3 separate regions of the Mus musculus genome follow, and regions 1 and 2 are each linked to region 3. Evidence: chromatin contacts called from public Hi-C data. All regions are on one chromosome and are shown on one strand. Each heading gives the region's core, a stretch centred on a gene start, on an enhancer-like site or on the middle of the called end of the contact. The rest is flanking DNA. Distances are from core to core; before and after follow the strand shown.

What was found. A called contact is a pair of places that touch in the nucleus more often than the background predicts.
Region 1: a contact with region 3 is called in a Hi-C map of uterus, with 3 times the contacts expected there. The contact joins two enhancer-like sites.
Region 2: a Hi-C map of uterus shows a contact between it and region 3, with 5 times the contacts expected there. The contact joins two enhancer-like sites. A contact is called at or near these places in 4 of 484 Hi-C or Micro-C datasets (all in uterus).

What each region holds. Positions count from the first base shown.
Region 1 is chr17:82,875,900-82,878,808 of GRCm38.p6, reverse strand. The region is part of intron 4 of Gm34265 (a long non-coding RNA gene); the gene reads left to right. The region is part of intron 1 of Gm41629 (a long non-coding RNA gene); the gene reads right to left. Among named protein-coding and RNA genes, the nearest start is that of Gm41629, 5.5 kb to the right of the region's middle. Within about 2 kb of position 1,323, at least 3 of the 459 cell types and tissues checked have an H3K27ac peak or open chromatin away from gene starts, as enhancers often do. A contact at or near this core is called in uterus, where this site is marked.
Region 2 is chr17:82,856,194-82,859,267 of GRCm38.p6, reverse strand. The region is part of intron 4 of Gm34265 (a long non-coding RNA gene); the gene reads left to right. Among named protein-coding and RNA genes, the nearest start is that of Gm41629, 14 kb to the left of the region's middle. Within about 2 kb of position 1,552, at least 27 of the 459 cell types and tissues checked have an H3K27ac peak or open chromatin away from gene starts, as enhancers often do. A contact at or near this core is called in uterus, where this site is marked.
Region 3 is chr17:82,512,284-82,515,271 of GRCm38.p6, reverse strand. No RefSeq gene overlaps it. Among named protein-coding and RNA genes, the nearest start is that of Gm34211, 110 kb to the left of the region's middle. Within about 2 kb of position 1,356, at least 3 of the 459 cell types and tissues checked have an H3K27ac peak or open chromatin away from gene starts, as enhancers often do. A contact at or near this core is called in uterus, where this site is marked.

The DNA.
Region 1 (2,909 bases), core at 74-2,573, 360 kb before region 3:
ATCAGCCAAGATGCCGATAACTATCTCCACCACACCCCCAAGCCCAACAAAAGCCCATGACTCGTTAAGCTACTTAGACATAGAAGTGGTAAATTAGTTGTTTTTTTCTTTCTGACATTAAGTCATTGTGAGAGAAAGCTAAAAAACCACCTTTTGGTGACTCCAGAAAGCATGATAATCATTGTTGCAGAGAAGGTGGGTGGCTTCAATTCAGTGCCTTTGTAGTTGGTGAAAACCTAGGGGTCTGGCATCCACTAGTTGTAGAAACTGGGGCTGATTGAGTTTTCAGAACTGGTTCCTATAGCTAGAAAGTGATATAATAGAATTTCCCTTGCAGAGTCACTCTGAAGATTACAGTAGCTAAGCCGTGTAAAGGGCTAAGTTCATGTAAACACTGTAAATTTGAGCTCTTACAATGATAGCGATATCAAGAATTACTCAAGGTTTCATGTTTGGGAGTCAGGGACCAAGTCTTCAAGTTAGTTTTGAAAGCAGGGTTCCTGATTCCTGACTAAGACAGTTGTTATTTCCCTCTCCTTCCCATTTCTGCTTTCTGATCTCATCTGAGAGCTTATTTTAAGTTTCTAACTCACCAGCAGGCTGTTCTAGTTCATAAGACCTTCTAAAAAAGTTAAAGTGAGCTGAAGTGCAATGAGTTATCTGATTCAAGATTTATTAGGGAGAAGGCAGAATATTCTTATAGGAAAACAATGGGCCTATCATCCCGTAGTTGCCCGTAAAACCAGAACCGTCTCCCACACAGATCTCTTAGGCATGAAGAAAGCTTGCTAGACAGAAATCTGAATAGCTGGGCTCAAAGGCAGAGGAACTTCTAAATATAGAAGTTAGCAATGTCTGATGACACTGTGACCCCACAGGTATTTTCACAAAGTGAATGTTTTGATGCATATTCTAGGATTCAGAAAACAAAAACAAAAAACAAACAAAAGAACAACAGCCCACTAATAGTGCTTTGCTCCTGAAGCATTTTCTCTTTATCCTGCAGGAAGATTCTTTTCATGCCATAGTCAGCTCTCATTTGCCTGCCTCTGCCTACTTGAGGCTACATCTTCATTCTTGTGCTTTTACTTTCTTGAAAGGAAGGGAGCTCCGGGGAGCAAGCTTCTTAGTCTAGTTTGACCCACTGTGCCCATTTGTTCAGTACAATGCTTTGTTCAGATGGGGTTTCTTCACCAGCTCCTCATCAGCCAGAAGGCTTTCTGTCCAGTGCTTAGGGGTGTGTTGGTCAGCAAGCATTGCTCGTGGAAGAGCGTTAGGTACAGATGTTCTTGGGAAGAGATCTGTGTGTCCCACTGTCTAAACTTCCCCAAAGAAGGGAAATATATATCAAGATTATTTGTGGAAACAATTACTCAGTGCTGTTGGCTGCATCAGAATGTCTCTTAAGTAAGATTTGGAAGCCTGCTATTAATCAAGTTGCCTTGGGAAAGATCACCACTTCCCTCAGGATCCCGCTTTTAGCAGCAAAAAGCAGATGTTTTTCTAGATAAGAAACAAGCATTTTCAACGAAGCATGCCGAGTTTAGTCATCGAGAAACAGGGAATCTAATGTACGCACACGGTTGTGCTCCCCCCCCCCCGGATTATTCCCTCCAATCAAGCTAACAAGACCTGGTTGCCCGCTTTCTGGGGTTGCTGGAATTTCTCTTTTGGATCAAGATTTTCTATCATTTCTAGCTTCAACCTAGTTTAACCATGAAAAGCCTAATGATTTAACCTGGGTATAATTCTATGCCTGTTTTAAATAAATCAGTGATTGTGGACATGCAAGCATACTTTTTGAAAACATGCCCACTTATGTTATCCTTTTAGAATTTCTACTTCTTTGAGAAGTTTATTTTGTGAGTATTGGTGCTTTGACTCAAATATATTCATGCACCATGCATATACTTAGAACCTGTGGAATCCAGGAGAGGGCATCCAATTTCTTGTAACTAGAGTTATTATAGACAGTTATTAGCTGCCACATGGGTGCTGGGAATAGAATCTAGGTCCTCTGGCAGAATAGCCAGTGCTCTTAAGTTCTGAGCTATCTTCCTAACCCTGAACTGTCCACTGCTTTATATAATCTTTGACATTCCATTAAGTAGCAAACCAAATGATATTTTGAATTAAAAATGTCTTAAATTCTACTTGTATTTTATGAAAATGACAAGTCTAAAGAAGATCACTCATTCAGTTTGTAGCATAAAAACAAGATTTTTGCCTGTTTGATATTTGCCTTTCCCACATGATTGTTAAGGCAGAGACTCTCATAGCAAAGAGAAGGATATATAGCCAGGCAATGAACCCTCCCATCCTTTAGCAGCAGGGAGACTTAAATCCTTGAAGTCAGCATTGGGTGGTACTGTGAGGGTGACTTAGGCTGTACACTCTATGGTGCAGTCCTTCAGGTGTTCCATTTGATGACTTTCATGGTTGACCTCTTCTAGAAGAGCTCTCATCACCAGAAAAGAGAACAAACCCGTGTGGTACAGCACATTTTATTATAAATGCTGTCATTAGCTACTTAATCCCTTTCTCTGCAAAGCCCCATTAGTGGTGTGAGCACAGGCAGTGAAACAACCTGAAAGTTGACTCAAGGGTAAATCTCAAGGTCTCTAATGTACACTTTCCACAGTCCGTTGGTAGAACCATGTTGCCCTGCCTCTGCCTGCTAATGTCCTTTCTGTTTAGTGACCGTAGAGCAATAGGCCTCAAGCTGTGGGTTGCATCTCTCACTGGGGTGGGTTCAACTATCTTTCAAAGGAGTCAATCCTCCATTGCTGGTGGGATTGCAAGCTTGTACAACTACTCTGGAAATCAGTTTGGTGGTTCCTCAGAAAACTGGATATAGTACTACCAGTAGATCCAGCGATACCTCTCCTGGGCATATACCCAGAAGATGT
Region 2 (3,074 bases), core at 303-2,802, 340 kb before region 3:
TGAAAACAACCATTCTATCAAAATCAATTAACTCATTTGATGTAGTCCCAGCCAAAATGCCCACATCCGCCACAGAATGTGCAGAAAAAAGAAGGTTAAAATTCATATGGATCACAAAAGATGCTGGAGCAATCCTGAGAAAAAGGGGCAGGGTAGAGGAATTACCATTCCAGATATCTTATAGAGTTGGATTAATAAACAGCATGGTATTGCCATAAACCGACAGATAGACTAATGGAATAACAACAGAAATGCCCAAACATGACTGCATGCAGCTACAGCTGACTGATCTTTGACAAATGTGCCACAAATACACATTGGGAAAAGACAGCATCATCAATAAACTACTGGAAAAATGAGATGTTTGCATGAAGAAGAACAAACTGGACCCAAATTTATCACCCAGCACAAAAATGAGCTCTGAACGGATCAGAGACCTCAATGTGAAACTTGAAACACGGAAACTGCCAGGAGGAAGCAATCATAGGCAGTGCCCAAAAAGATAGAGCTGTCTGTAACGACCCTCTGTCCAGGACTCTGTCAGCTCAGGAATTAACCATTGACCAGTGGGTTTCACTGTGTAGCCCTGGCTGTCCTGGCTCTCACTCTGTACAGCCAGGATGTCGGGGATTGGTCTGCCTTTGCCTCTCAAGTGCTGGGATTAAAGGTGTGGACCACCATCGCCCAGCAGCCAGCAGCCCATCTTTCTATTCCAGACTAGAACCAGGTCTAGTGTTCTTATCTTGTCTGTAGTGAGACTCCCTTCCTATTCAGTGTGCGGTGTCTATAGAATGAGACATGGAGGCAGATAAAATAAAATGAAAACACTGGTTCTCAACCTTCTTAATGCTGTGACCCTTCAATATAGATCATCATGTTCTGGTGACCCCAACCAAATAAAATTGTTTTCATTGCTACGTCATAGCTGTAATTTTACTACTGTAAAATAGCCATGTTTTCTGATGGTCACGGCCCCCAGCTTTAGAACCATTGGTCTAGGAGGTGTGATAGCTGATGGGTATCTGAGAATGGGCGTTTGCTTTAAACCTTTAACTTTTAAAGTGCTCTAGCACGGGAGACTTATTTCCATGACATTTTTTTTTTTTTTAAAAAGAAGAAAGCCTGCTGCTTGTGGACCTGTGAAATAAAGGCATTATGTTCTCAAGCAGAAAACCTGCCTTCCCCAAGAGACACGTACCTGGCCATATTAAAAAGGATTTCCATAGGCATCTGTTTCTCAGATGTGGTCCTAAAGCCTCAGGGGTCAGAAATGTAGACTGCTGGAATCTGGGGGGTGTGGGAGGTGCTTGCAGGGAGCCTCTCACTGGACTGTTTCCCTTGGCCCCCGGCCTCTGTTTCTCACACAGTGATCTCAGACTGTGCATGCTTTCCTACCTGTCTTTCTTTGGTATGGAACCCCCAAAAGACCCTTTGGTCAGGTACCACAATTCTTCCCGAGTACAGAGGAAAATCAAGATGAGGGAGGAGCCTCGTGTAAGGGAAAGGCTCGGGGTAACAGAAGCAGAAACATATGCGCATTTCATCCAGCAGGGGGCAGTGAGATCACGTGGCTACACTAAGCGAGGCAACCCAGACCCCAGGACCAAAGCTGAGAGCTGCTTTTGCTCTCCAAGGTGGATTCCAGGACCTGGTACCTGCCATCGCTCAAGCCCTCCGCAGGTTTTGTAAGAGCTTTTTCCATTTGATAATTTATAGGAACACTACTTGCTTCCCTTCTGTCCAGTGGCTTATTTAGAATGGCTGAGCACGTTTTAATAAATCAGCAACCCTCCAAATGTGAAGGGAAATAAAATGTTTTGCAGCCCGGGGACGGCGAGGGTTTGTCTGCCTTGAGCACTCCTGTGACAGGACGATCAAATAAAGACAAGGTTGTGGTTTTGATCTCTCTGGAGGCTGATTACTTTGTTCTATTGTGTGGTCAAAGGCCTCACTACCAATGTGTTTAATCACCTAGAAATGCTTGCTTTGCATCTAGGAGGTCAGCTGTGTTGCAGGGTCAGAGAAATTTACTAGGGCTAGGGAAAAAGTTCGGTCTTAACATGATGCAGTCGCTGTTTAAAAATCTCTCTCCTTGAAGGTGATAGACAACGCCTGTGAAAGTAATGGAGTGGTGTTCAAATCCATTCGCTGTTCCTGTGATAATTCACTTGCACACAGGGAGAGTGGGTTTTGCCATTTGAAAACACAGTCAATTCTCTCTGCTTCAGTGGATCATCTCTATAGGATCTTATCTTCTCTCCCTTGGTTGGTCTCAGAGAAGGGCAGAGGTCGAGAAGAGCCTGGGAAGAAAGAGCCGATAGAAACGACATCCTTCTCACTCCACTGCCTTTTAAAGTCACTTGTCATTTTGCATGAGCTCTTCTCCCTGCGACAGGTATGCGGGTCAAATGGCTTCTTCAAGAGGATACCCAGAACTCCTCACCCTGCGTGCCTCATAGATGAAAGTCCACCTTTCTTTTTTGCTTCATTTTGTACTGCCCCAGAGAGCCCTGTCTCATGGTCCTTCACCTCAGTAGCTCTGCCAAAAACATACTCAGTTTTGCAAGCCAGATTTCCAAGATCCATGCCCGACACCTTACTTCTCTTGACTTCTTGTTTCACTACCAAATCTCAGTAACTCTGTTGTCTTTAAATATAACGTTCCCTCATCTGTGTCACCACCCCTTTTTTCTACGATGTCTCCATTTCTTCTGGACATGTTAGTAACCTCCACTGGTTACTAACAACAATAAATGTATCCACTATTATCCTTTTGCAAATGAAGCTTGTGTTGCTCCGGCCACAAGGTTGCCCCAGAGCAGGTCTGTTAATGTTTTTCCTATATAGGATCAGGACCAATCTACCATTAATAACTCTTCTCTGAACCGGACATGGAAGCAGAGGGAGCATGCTTTGATGCACCGAGACACCATGCAATCCCTGTATCAAGTATCTCACGCTCCTGGTCACACACTGACTTAGGAACAGAATACTATGGGGCACTGTCTCATTCTGCTGTGAGCAGGAGAGACACTACAGGCAGAGGGAGAGGAGGTGAGGCTCCAGGCAAGCTT
Region 3 (2,988 bases), core at 107-2,606:
GGAATATATTTATATTTATATTGGAGTATATATATTTATATAATTATATATATTTCCAGTGAAGTACATAGCACTAAATATAAACAGCCCTCTAGATTCACCACCAATGTTTATAGCACAGCAGTTTGAGCTTCCTAAACAGCTCCTTCAAACCAGCTTTGTTTTTCTGGCTCCCTCATTCATTAAAACATTCCATAACACTCACAGTCAAATACAGTTGCTGTCTGAACTTTTTTCAAAAGTGTACTCTGGTTGCATCTTGAGTAAATTTATAGCCTTCTTAGTACTAACATGCAAGAGATTTATTAGTAAAAACATTGGCGAGTATCTGTTGTACATGTGTGATAAGGATTTCTTAACCACATGGGATATTTTATTGATATAAAATCTACACAACTGTCTCTAGGGATGTATGTGAGGTTGAGAAGTTGAGGTGCACAAATAAGGGACATATTCATTCTGTATCAATCATATTAGTCAGATTTCTATTGCTGTGACAGGTACCTGACAAAAATCAACTTAAGGAAAATATCATTTTCGCTCATGGTTGTAGGTGATTCATCCCTTGGATGTTTTGTTGTTTTAAGACAAGTTGGGATAGAAAATTAATACAGAAATGATAGCAGAGGTCTGATTGTTTAATGGTGTCTGGAAAGAAAACAACAAAAAAGGAAGCTGGGGTCTCGTTTTCCCCTTTACAAGCAAGCAAGCCTCAAGTCAAGACCCAGTTTCTTCAACTGGGTCCTAACACGTAAAGATCCTGTCCTCTCCCAGTAGTGTCATGTGCTAGGGACTAAGCCTTCATTAAATGGGCATTCAGAGGAGATATCCTATTCCATATTTAATATCAGTATATTGTATATACACACACACACACACACAACACACACATATATTAAATAACTTTGGAATTCTCTCCTCTAAAGAGAAAATATCTTAACCATTCTAATCAAAACCCAGACAGTTTACAACTCAAAAAAGCAAGAAAGGACCAAACCCAAGACATTATGAAGAAAGTCTTTGCAACACAAAGGGTGACAAATAACTGGTGTCATAAAGCAAGAAATCATCTTTAAGGAACAAAGAACAGATTCCCAGGAATTCTGCTGTTCTTGGTAGCTGGAGAGTTTTTAAAAGTCATTGAGACCATAAAGCAGAAAGCAACTTAGCAGAAGGCAAACAGGGTTTCAGAATGGAATGTACTTTCCTGGTCTACTCTGCCTCCACATTTATCTCCACTGAAAGTCCTTTGTCTCCTTCAGAAATATATTTTTACTCTCCTTAACAGCTTCCTACAGTTCTAGCTTTGTGGGTATTTGGACATGGATAAATCAAAGAGATCTTAGCGTTTAAGTGTGTATCTAGCAAGCTGGGTGCCATAAATTGAAGTCCATTGTGAATCTACTTTATGATATATCGTAAATGAGTGTGTTGCTTTTGTTTACCATCTCAGTTAGAATACCAGCTTTTTCCTAAAGTAGGGATTTTCTGTCACTAGTAGAGTTTGTTTGGAAGTATTTTCTTATGAGCAGATGCAAAAAAAAAAGGACAGCAAAGTCCTGCAGCGTTTGGAAAGCCTTCTCTTTGTGACCGTGGGTTCTTCTGCTCTTCCCTGTGAATATGATTTCTTGGGAGCAGATTTTCTGCATTCCAAGTCATGTGCTGACCTTACATTAAAAACAAGGAAAACTTTTAATATGCTTGTTTAATAGTCATCTCAATCTGTACCTTCAGATCGTAGAATTTTATATAAAGTACATAGTTAATCAATGTTTTAAGGGAGGGTATTTTAGCTTGATTTTCCTCCATTGTAATTAAAAGTGAAGACAAAGTGTTGTTTTTAAAAACTGCTTATCAAAACACTTGTACTGAAAGGTTAGCTCAAAATATAATGATTGCATAAAATACAACCTATGGGCAGCATCATACTACCATCTGAACTACCAGAAAAATAACTGATTTTGGTGGGTTCCATAAATTCCAAACATTGAAGATCTCAAAAATTTTAAGAGTATCTTTTCTTATTCTGTCATGAAATAATCAGTGTTCATGTACATGAATGACAAGGAAGTCTTCTGGCTCTTTTCTCACAATATTGTATATTTTATTGTACATAAAGATTCTACTTTATTTGAAACTCCTTATTTTCATAAAATCACCAGATTGTTTACAGCTTATAAATTTTACCTACTCATGGCTTCAAATTACTTATTGTAATTCCTGTCTAGACATGCTTTAGTTAGTGGACCTTCCATGGGCATTGCTACGACAGGGTTTTCTTTTAATACCCACTGAATTTCTTATTAGTCTCATGTTTTATTTTTTTCTCAGAAAAACCTTATTCTCTTTAAGTAGTTTATAACAAACAGTAGATTATAACCCATATGGCATTTAGTATATAATAAAAAATTTCTGTGTTTTGTTATTTGAAACTAAGTCTGGAAAACACTATAAACTAAATCTTACAGACAATATCGGAAACTTCACTTGACTATGTAAATTACCCCCATTTAATTTTCTCTTAATATTCATTTATTGCAATCATAGCCCTATTTACTCTGAGTATTCTAATTATATTTAAATTATGAACATTTAATCTACTTTTTCCATTAATTAATTCATTTATTCACTTTATATCTTATCCAATTTAAGTGTAATACAGAAAGAAAATGTTGTATTGGCAGCATTGACTCTTTTGTCTTAACGTGAATGCTTAAAATACCTTTTAAAATAAGTTTGGCAAAGTCTTTAATCATCACATTATATTAAACACTGGAAATTTTTCCTGAGTGAGGGTAATTTGTTATTCAGTTTTGCCACCAACTTGCTGTGTAGTTGAGGGTGTTTGTACTGCTGATCCTACACAGCTTCTACCTCCAAGGTCTGAGACTAGAAGCATGTGGGGATGGATGCAGGATGTCCAGCAAGCACTCAGCCAATGGTAATGCCCCCTCCCCCATCCTCTAAACTTTTCTTTTGAATTTCTTT